Linked DNA regions of Siniperca chuatsi: region 1 is linked to region 2. The links are chromatin contacts, called in public Hi-C maps. All regions are on one chromosome and are shown on one strand. Each heading gives the region's core, a stretch centred on a gene start, on an enhancer-like site or on the middle of the called end of the contact. The rest is flanking DNA. Distances are from core to core; before and after follow the strand shown.

Region 1 (5,232 bases), core at 522-3,021, 34 kb after region 2:
TCGTCCCATTCTGAGGTGAAAGAGGGAGATTTCTCAAGCCTCTTCTTGCCAGTGCTACAGTTAGAAACAGACTCGCTCCTGTTTCCTAAACCTCCTTCCTCCTCACTAGGAGGCGACACGAGCAAGTCAGAGTCAGACTTGGAGAGGCTGCGTGCCAGCTTCAGATCCCCAGGAGGGCGCATCCTAATGGCAGACATTGCCCCAGCCCCTGAGTCCCTGGGCTCCTTGTTCACAGTTGCATAAATTGCTTTTGGATCACAGTCTGTCAGGATGGCAGCCATACTGGGACGGCTAGGTGGCAGTGCAGCTGCTGCTACTTCCGCTTTTACTTTTGCGGATTTTCTTGGTTCTGGCTGGCTCTGGCTGGACGGCTGAACACCTGGAAGCTTGAAGGGCTCCTCACGGCAGTCGAAGACGGGGGAGGATCCGTGCAGAAGGCCAGTGAACTGCTCCGGGACACCTGCTGCCTGATCCAGGCTGAGCTGGGAGTTATCTAGAGAAAGAGAAAAGGAATGGGCAAAGTCAGTGAAGAAAGAGAGTAATTTCTGAGGGCTGGAAAGCCGACGTCTAACTGAGGGGCAGATCCTTAGAGCAGGGCAAATAAGAAACCACCCACACAAACCCAGAAACAGATCTGTAATTGTTTCCTATGGAGAGTGAGGGAGAGAAAAAGAGGGAGGAGAGGACAGAAGGAGCAAGAAGAAGGCGTATGTTGGCTGGAGAAATAACAGAATTCCAAACCCAGCTTGCAGCCGTCTGACGACTATCCGCTGGTGCCTGACTGCCTGTATTTTATAACAGGGATTTGAAGCTAGTCATCGTTGTGACCAGCCTCATCTCACAGGCCCACTTGTCTGTTAGGTCCATTTTCCCCAAAATGACACAACACTAAGAGTTCCCCCAGGCTACTGATTAAACTTTCATGCAAACACTCACTTAACTTAACTACAGCCAACCACAGGACACAACAAACACACCTGAATATACCACAGAAAATGAACAAGAAGACTCTGAAATATCACCAAGAGGAGTGAAACTTACATCAGGTGCCTTCTCCAAAGAAAACAACTCCTCAATGAGACTGAATGGCAAGAGCAATTAAAAACAATTGGATTTTCCTCCTCCCTCTCCCTGAGGAATTACTGCCACCTAAGCCTCTTTTCAATCAAATCAGCCACGGGATGACAGTGCCCGTTATCATCTACGCAATGGCTTCAGAAAAAACACTAGTCGGTGTGGTTCTGTAATCATCTCCCTTTGCACTGTAGTGATGCGTGTTGTCTGCTGTGTGACCAGCAGCCCTCTGTGTTTTCTGGCTTCTAATTCGAGACCCTAATGGTGGCTCAGGAATGGAAATTTGAATCGCCCTATCCTCCAGCAGCCAGACTCCTGATAATTAGCCGTGTGACACATGGTGAAGGAGTGTGTATAGGGTGTGTGTGTGTGTGTGTGTGTGTGTGGACTGTCTCTGCCAGGGTGACAGGGTCAGGGTGTTTGGTGACAGGGAATCTGGGGCAGTGACACCACAGGAAAAGTAGCGACCTGTTGCAACACTTTGTTTGCCCTTCACAGAAGAGTTTCAGCCGACTGCTAACCATTCGTGGCTGGCTCAGCTCTGCTATCTCTCAACCTGCTGTTCAAAGGCTGAAAACATCAAAAAGAGCTGGCTGTGAAGGACTCAGATCAACAGAACATGAGGGGAGGAAGTATACTCACTCTGACTTCACAAAACTGTCCCATTACCGTTTCAGGGGCCATTTGCAGAGTCGGAATGTGCCAAACAACGCCCTGAACTTCAATTTCACAAGTTACTAAATACGTGTGAAAACCTAGGAAGAGTGTGTGTGGGTGTTTGTGTGTGTAATGAGGGGTGAGTGAGTGTACTGCGCACATATGTCAGGACCACAGCCAAACACCCACCCTCTCCTTGGCAGCTAGGGAGTGTGAACGCCCAATGAGCACATCAGTATGATTCCAACAATCTCACATGGTGTTAACCCTTGCAGAGACCACTGCACCCCCTGCTCATACAGTTCTACGGTAGAAAGTGTGTGCAGACCCAATCTGATGTTATTTCAGCTGAGGTCACCACAGAGGTGGGATGTGTATTTCATTTGGCAACGACAGCTTCATATCTTACTAATGATGTCATGTTTGTTTTGCAGACATTGCAGCAGTGTCGGTGCTGGCTGTCAAGTCCAAAGTCAATTCATGCTCTGCCTATGGAAACTCTGCTCTGTTTTTATTGTAGATTCAAAAGACATTTTTAACTCTGGGTGATGCACTGCAGAAAGTCAATAAACTAGGGCCATCTTATCGATATTTGGACATTTACAGTAAAGCGAGTAAACAAATACTTCTACTGACAGTGCAGGTCAATAAAAAACAATAGTCCCTGTTATCATATTCAACAGTATACACACGATAGGACATAACATCATGTAAAATTATGTAAACGGCACCAAGTACATGAGTAAAACTAATAATTACAACAACTCACAAACAAGCAAACTATTACTATACTTAAACTGATACATCTGGTAAAAGCAATGGTTCTGACAATTTGGAGTAATATGAAGGTTGTTGTAGCTGCTTTTGTTGCCAAACAGGTGCTTTCCAACTTCAGCCTCTCTGCATCCATTGGTGGCGTTGCAGTTCATAGCAGCAATACAAACAACTGTACAATTCTGAAGCAACCATTCAAAGCTTTGGATGAACCATGGAGTGCTTTTAGACATGAGAGGGAAGTGAAACTGTAATAGCTGCACATCCAGTATGAAGAAAGGAACGGATGACTGTGAAACTAAATGAGCAGAAAGTGTTAAATAAGGATAGACTTAAATGTTTAGAACAAATTCTTTAGATTTCCTTCTTCACTACCGCTTTTCATAACTACTTTGGAAACCCCACGTTTATTATTATCTGTGAAGAGTCATAGGATGTTACTACTCATGAGAAATATCCCTTGGAAACCCTATAAAACACGACACAGAGGTGGATATCTGTTGGGAAACACTATATTCCTGCTGAGAACAGCAATGTGTTTGTGACAGATGATAAAAACAGTGGTATCGCTGACCGTGCATATATCTCACCACCTGCCACAGAGTGCTGAGGTCTGGACCCTGACTGTCCACACAGGGGGAACAAATCAGATCTCAGGTCGCCTCAATCACAATAAAAACCATATTCACATGAGCAGAACTAAACATTTAGGCTCAGTCAGCTGTCCGGGTTTATGTAAACAACAAAAGTGTGAACCATAACTTGCTGATGTGTAAACAGAAAATAAAAGAAAAATTACAACGTGGTACTCGCATACAAACCAGACTTGTGGTTTTTGTGGCTTTAAAAAGGGGAAAGGAGTGTATAACTTGAGAGTCACTAAGGACAATATGCGAGGAAAAAGGAAATGAATGGCCCTCTATGGTTCAAGAAGTGTTTCACATTTCTCTCACTCAACACAACAAAAGCCTTTTAACAATAACTGTCAAACTGACTCACATATTCTTGAGTCCTGTGGCAAAACATGTTCCACAAATACAAGTGCTGCTTCTGCTTGTAAAACAACTTGTCCATAGACCACTAGCTAAAATTTTAAATCAATCAAAAAGGGCTATATCAACATAAAGGTGCAATGACACTGTACCGAGACTAAATGCACAAAAATCAGTGCTGAAAACGTGTCCTATTGTTTTTAACTATCCTCATCATCAGATATTTTCAAGAAGCAATAAAATCAAGAAGGTTATGGTAGACCTATTATACTGTACTGATGTTGCTGCAGTCCATCTACAAATTCTGTTGAGAAAAAAACGTAAAACTCTTTCCCACAACCACAATAAGAAATTAATTAAACAAGCACCTCAAAGCTATAAAAAAAAAAAAACGCTGCTTCCTCCCGTAAACAGCACCATCAAATCAGCTTGCCTACCATGCTTCTTTCTACAGTTCCATTTGCAAACATGCTACAAAAACAATTATTCAATAAAGATATCTGTATGCATGTCAGCAAAAAACCCAGAGGCCATGCTCCTTACCTCCGCTCCATTCTTGACTGGATGACGTGGCATATCCAGCTTTAAGCGGGACGCGAATCTGAGATAGTAATGCCACAATCTGATCAAGAATTCTGTTTCATATTGGAAATGAAACGAGTCTTGCACACTTGCCAGGGAATGTCAATCAGCCTGCTTCCGACGAGCCAAATCCTCTCTGCTGCTCGAGAATGCCTGTCATGCATTTCCTGGCAGCGCTAATCCAAGCCAGCCCATCTCACCCTGCAAACTCAAATGCATCTCTCCCATTTCATTGACATGCTTGGCTTGTCTTTTTCAAGTCTGATATGTCCAGTCCATCTTTGCTTACCCTCACAGCATTGCCAGCAGCAGTTGCTGTTCCTTATTAGGTTACTAAAATCTGAGGACAGTGGTCAAACTCACCTCCTGGTGCCCGTGGGCACACCCGTCCAGGAGGGTGCAGGGAGTCTTTCGTCTTGCTTGGGGCTCTGAGGTCGTTTGGGGCAGTGGGTTTACGCTGAAGCGGGACAGAAAAGAAGAGAAAAGAGTTTACTCACAACTGCCAATCAAAACTTACCTCCCAAACACTTCCTGTGTTGCCAGACAATCACATTAGCATCTGCAGTTAACAAATTAATAACCCAGGCTAATTATTCAGCTAGCTTAACATGCAACGAAGATGCTATCCGATTGATTTCCTGCATGGCAGTACTGGTGGCAGGTTTTCCTACATCAGCCATGCTGTGGCTCGGTTCACAAGGCTGTAGATTAGAGCAGAGAGGACACCATGCTGCTCATTTATTATGATTAGGCAGCTGAGGAGCACTGCTAATTCAATATGAGCTTGAAATAAAAGATGTGAGCAGATATTGTGGGCACCAGGTGGGGTTGTAGGTGGGTGGCAGCAATAATAAAAGCTGCCAACTGGATGATAAATTGAAAAAAGGCAGTAAAATAAGATGTGACGGGGACAATAAATAGAACAGGCAGTTTTACACAGACACCCATTTATGAGGGCCAGTTTAAGAGGACTTCTGTCTTCTGCTGACATATGACTCAATCTCTGACTGTGATGAGACTTTCATCTTCATTATATAACCTGCTATGTTCATATGGTCATGTTCCAGATATGCAATTCAAATAGCAGCAAGAATACTGTTCTCTGACTGTCAAAACTCCATCCACATAGGTTTTGTACAACGAGTTAAACAAA
Region 2 (5,048 bases), core at 482-2,981:
ATCCACTGACCTTGTTTGTCCTCTGATCGATACACTCTTAAGGCATAAATACACAGTGTTACCTTGGGCTGTGATACCTGCGGCAGAACTGCAGGTTGTCAAAATCTGACAAAAAACTCTGTTGGGAAAGTTGGGGGAAAAGAATGCAAAAAGTTCCTTGGTAACATTAAAGATCAGTGAATGGACAAATAAAGAGTCAACAGGGACAGCATTTCTAATTGCGCCATTTATTAGTTGTACAATTATGAAAAATAATCATAAAAAAAGACTGGAAGCCCAAGATTATTTACAATCTTTTTTTCTGAAGTGAGGTCCCTCTTCTGAGTCATTGTTTTCTCAGCCTTTTATTTTTTTTAAAATCACAGGGTATTTATTCACGATATGTTTAACTTTATAAGACATAGTCCTTTTCTCTCTTTTGACAAACGTCAAAAATTAACATACGTACATACATACATATACATATATATAGATATCTATAAAAGCAAAAATCATTCAAGTATCAAAATACAGACCGCTAGATTCATGTACAATATCATTCTCATCATTGTTGTCATCAGATTAGTCCCAAAATATCTCTCCTGATCCATAGCAATGTGCAAAAGCAGAACGGGACCAGGCTGATGGCTGAAGGTGCCGACGCCAGCGAGCTGAAGACAGTGTACCATAGAGTTATCGTACTGGCCTGACAACGTACCACATATACAACGGTTAAATCAAAACGACCTGACTATGTACCCATATACACATCGGCTGACCAAGAAGTACCATTAACAGTCAACATACTGGGAGTTAGCTAGGAGAATCATGCTATGTCCTATTGTTCTGTTCTGCAGCTAAAATCTAAAGACGTACCAGCCTGCATGGCAGGTTTGGTGTATAATCTTGCCTATATTAACTGAACAAAGGAGCAGGGAAGGAGAGAGAGAACTGCAGTGAACCACACCTGATCCAGTTCCAGCATTAGGACACATATTTGCCCTACAATTAAAACATAGAAGAAGAAAAAAAAAAAGAGAACACTTTCAAATCAAATAAAAGCCACTCCCGTTATATTATTATTATAGAACAGCCTTTGTAGTGTCAGTTCCTCTGCCCTTTGAGTTTGGTTAGAGTTCCTCCCATGCAAGATTACATTGTTTATCACAGCTATACATTGTGGATGAGAAGCTACAATGTGTGGATACAGGACGAATAATCCAGGAAGGAGTGTGTACCTATAGTGTGAGGTCTCTGTCTGATGTACCTTTGTATCATAACAAAAAAAAAATAAAATAAAGTTCCTCATCTCAGCCACTTCGCCTTTAACCACAATTTCTGCATGGAAGCAATGCAGGTACATTTCCTGAAAGAGTAAACAATAACTCTCTATGAGGGAGGCCTGATAGGTGTTAGGAGGCAACAATTCATTTCTCAGGAAATCCATAAAGCATAACAAATACATCTGACTGGCACAACCATCACTTTCCAACAGACAGGAAGCTAAATGGAGGTGTGTGTGTGCATGTGGAGTGCTGAAGTCGGTGAGGTCAGATGAACGATGGACTGTGCAGTGTTGAAAGCTTTACATCTGTTTGTCTCCGGCCCCGTGTGTTACTGTGGTGAGCACGATCCAAACTGGTGGTGTGATCTGCTGCATAAGAAGTGGATCACTTTTCCAACAAAACATCCTACCCACCATGCAACAGGACTCATTCCTGTCCTTTCTTACTGGCTGGGAGTGGCCACAGTGTTCAGCTATAGGGAAGGGACACAGACACACGCACACAAAGCAGTGAGGTTAAAATAAAGTTTTAAAAAAATAACATTGAACTAATGGACACAAACAGCTTGATGGTGACGGATTACCCCCCCCACTCCCTCTTACAATGATTAACTTGTTTCACCAGCAGCCGTGAAATATTAACCTGGTGTGATTGGCAAAACAAAAGGCAATGCTGACAGGATGAAAGTAGAAGGCCTTTGTTGTGAAAAGAAGAAAAAAGACAGGACAGAGGAAGATGCACTTATTCTTACACATTTGGGGATTTGGTAAAAGTGCTTAGTTATAGTTAGTTCACTCCAGAAGCAGCATCAGGTTTAAATCCTGGTGCTCTGATTGATAGACAGAGCATGCCAGTCTTCAGAAGGTTTGGACTGTCTATTTTCTGGAGCAGCAAGGACCACTAACATGCAGGTCCATATTAGCCTGTATGCCCTATTCTGATCCCCCTTTCCCCCCATAGAAAATCCCCCAAAATGCTTACTTCTTTAGCTCCAAAAAGGACCTTATCACAGTGCTAGGATCTTAGCCTTCTTTGGCTTTGAGCAGACCACTGACAGTGAAAAATATCCCCCTGCGTAACCTCTAACACCATGGCCTCTGAATCCCATTGAACAGAAACAGTCCAACTGACGCATAGAATTACAGAACCAGTTTCTCAGTTTCCTCAGGAAACATGTCCATCCAGGTTTCAGGATGTGTGCAGTGGGTCACTCTTGGCTGCGGTAAATCAGATTTTCTCAGCACTCGGGAGAAGTCAGGAGTTGAAAGATCAGAGTGAAAAGCCTCAGAGTGGCCATTGCCTAATGGAGCAGGAAAAGCACCAAGAAAAAAAGAGCTTATCACCAAGAGTCAATAGTGGGACGTTGACGGGGAAAAAAAGGAAGCACTGTACACAGAGTTCAGGAAGCATATAAGTTAAACAGAGAAGGCAAAAACAGTGAAGGTGAGTGGCAGGCTGGGAGTGTGAGTGATACCAGCTAGAAGAGGGTTGATAAAGTGGAAGGATTGCACTAATAATCAATAAAAAGTGTAGGAGTGGTCGTGGTTTAGCATAAGGGAGGAGCAAAGCACTCGGTTAACTGTCGCAGGTTGTGTAGTTTTTAAATGAGGACACAAGTGATGGCTGAGGGGAGACAGGGGAGGGCAGGGGTCCAGCCCAGAGAGAGCGAGGCAGAATCACAGTGAAAGGCACACAGAAGGAGGGGAAGAAAAGGGGGGTAGGGTTGGGGGGTTGGGGGGTTGGGGGGATTGGGGTGGAAGAGACCAGGCCCAGAAGTCAGAAGGAAGAGGGGTCCACTCAGAATATGGTGGTCTCGTACTTAGTGCTGATAGTGCGCTTGGATTCCTTGGGGTCCACGAGCCACGTGGCGCTGCCCTGGGACTGAGAATCCCCCTCCTGTTCCACAATGTCCCCCTGTAAACACAAACAGAGGGCATAAAACTCTCGGCCTCTCAACAGCAGTGGACCTTAAGCAATTAACTCGTTTAAAATCAGCCAGTAACGGTTGGGGCTGAATCACAGAGGGAAAGGAGCCTCAAAATCATGTCCAGTGACTGTTTACATGCAGATGAACCCTTCTGTTGGCCTTATGCTACTTAATGTCTTATTTGGAAGTCTTATATACACATTTTGTGATAATGCATACATCCCTATTGCCATTAATCAAGAGAAGATCTTCTCACCAACAGGCGGCAATGTCTTGTGTTGACATTTACCCAAAATTGACCCATAAAGCTTTGTAAGTCCAAGTCTGTGTTTGCGAATAATAATGAACGGAGTAATTTCACTACCACGGCAAAGCAATATAAATAATATTAACTATTATAATCTATATCTTATCTTTATATCTATATCTTTATATTATAAAACCTTTTCTTGTGTATTTTACTTTGGTGTGTTTTTAAAATCACGTTTATGTACTGCTTATAATTGCTTAACAGGGGGACATAAAGTAAAGTGTCACCAAATCATATTGGCTTCCCATTAACTTATTATATGTGGAGACAGTTGCAGGAGAGTAATCAAGTTTTACTTTGTTAATTAACTTTTTTTCTCCATGTAAAATGTCATTTGAACTGTGTCATCTTATTCTTAAAAGTCATAAAAGTCACATCCAAAAATGTTCCCCTTCATAAAAAGTGAACTCAATTGACAATCTCATCACAAGTTCCAAGCTTGCAAGTTTAATAGCTTGCTCTGGAGCTTTCAGTTTTCAGTAGTAGGTGGATTTTTATACATGTGCCTTTACTTACTACTGACACAAAACTTCAGTAAAGTCACAGTACTTGTAGGTCATTGCAGCGCTACAGGCACTGAATGGGCTTCTCTGTGAATGTAAACATGGCTTATGTAACTACCAAACTGTCACTAGGGGGCGCCTGAGTCAAAAGTAATATTCAAAGCATTCATCAGTCCACATGTGGCTAAGTGTAGGGAAGTGTGGCTCATCTATATTTATATTTTCTACAAACAATAGTAAAACATACAATAACAGCAATATAAAGGCACATAGAAAAAATGGGTTAAAGAAACAAATGGAGGATTATGGGGTATTTAGGGCAGTGAGAGAAAAAAAAATGAAGGCTGAAAAAACTGCGAGAGGATGGAGATGGGAGAGGATGAGACGAGGATGTGAAGGCAGCACCTGGGCAGCAGGGCTGGCAGAGTGCAGCGGTAGGAAGGAGGGACGGTGGGTGGTGCAGGTGTAACAGTAACAGCAACGACTGTCGAGGGGAGGAGAGTCCTGGGAGAGATAAACAACGCCAAAAGGAGAGAGAAGAGGAAGACACAGAGAGACAAGAAGAGGAAGAGGAAGAAGAACAGAAAGAGCACAAGAGAAACAGGCAGGCTTGAAAGAGAATAAAATAGAGAAATTCACATAGATTTGAATAGTATGAGACAGGAGGAGTCTGATATAGCCAACACAGATCAGACTGTGGCAGCTTACGGGTGTGGATGTGTGTAACTGTGGGAGTGTGAGGCAGGGCGTTTCTAGAAAAGTGCATTTGATTAAATAAAGGTTGAAAATGTGTATAGCAAAACAGAAAGGTGAGGGAAGCACAGACACAGAGAAAGTGACAGTAAACATCACATTCTTACATGATTCTTTTGAGTTCATTAAGCAGCAGCTGGAGATGTGTGAATGGTCCCTGAGTTGTAGTTACCCCATTTATATTCAGCACAAACTCACTTCTTAATGGTTTAATGCAAATGGCCAGACAAACATCAGCACATTGTAATAATAATGATGTGAAAAGCTGTAGACTGATACAAATGTTCTAA

What was found. A called contact is a pair of places that touch in the nucleus more often than the background predicts.
Region 1: a contact with region 2 is called in a Hi-C map of liver, with 1.9 times the contacts expected there. The contact joins two enhancer-like sites. A contact is called at or near these places in 2 of 3 Hi-C or Micro-C datasets (liver and skeletal muscle).

Annotation. Positions count from the first base shown.
Region 1 is chrLG10:23,145,235-23,150,466 of ASM2008510v1, forward strand. LOC122883167 (ankyrin repeat and SAM domain-containing protein 1A-like) reads right to left here. Exons shown (of 29, transcript XM_044211485.1): 13 at 4,443-4,536; 14 at 1-493. Among protein-coding and RNA genes, the nearest start is that of LOC122883167, 30 kb to the right of the region's middle. Within about 2 kb of position 1,772, the one cell type or tissue checked has an H3K27ac peak away from gene starts, as active enhancers do. A contact at or near this core is called in liver, where this site is marked.
Region 2 is chrLG10:23,111,515-23,116,562 of ASM2008510v1, forward strand. LOC122883167 (ankyrin repeat and SAM domain-containing protein 1A-like) reads right to left here. Exons shown (of 29, transcript XM_044211485.1): 26 at 4,714-4,757; 27 at 4,411-4,509; 28 at 3,085-3,179; 29 at 212-1,737. The coding sequence ends at 1,565. It overlaps LOC122883171 (a long non-coding RNA gene), which reads left to right. Exons shown (of 2, transcript XR_006379573.1): 2 at 1-1,026. Among protein-coding and RNA genes, the nearest start is that of LOC122883170, 5.4 kb to the left of the region's middle. Within about 2 kb of position 1,732, the one cell type or tissue checked has an H3K27ac peak away from gene starts, as active enhancers do. A contact at or near this core is called in liver, where this site is marked.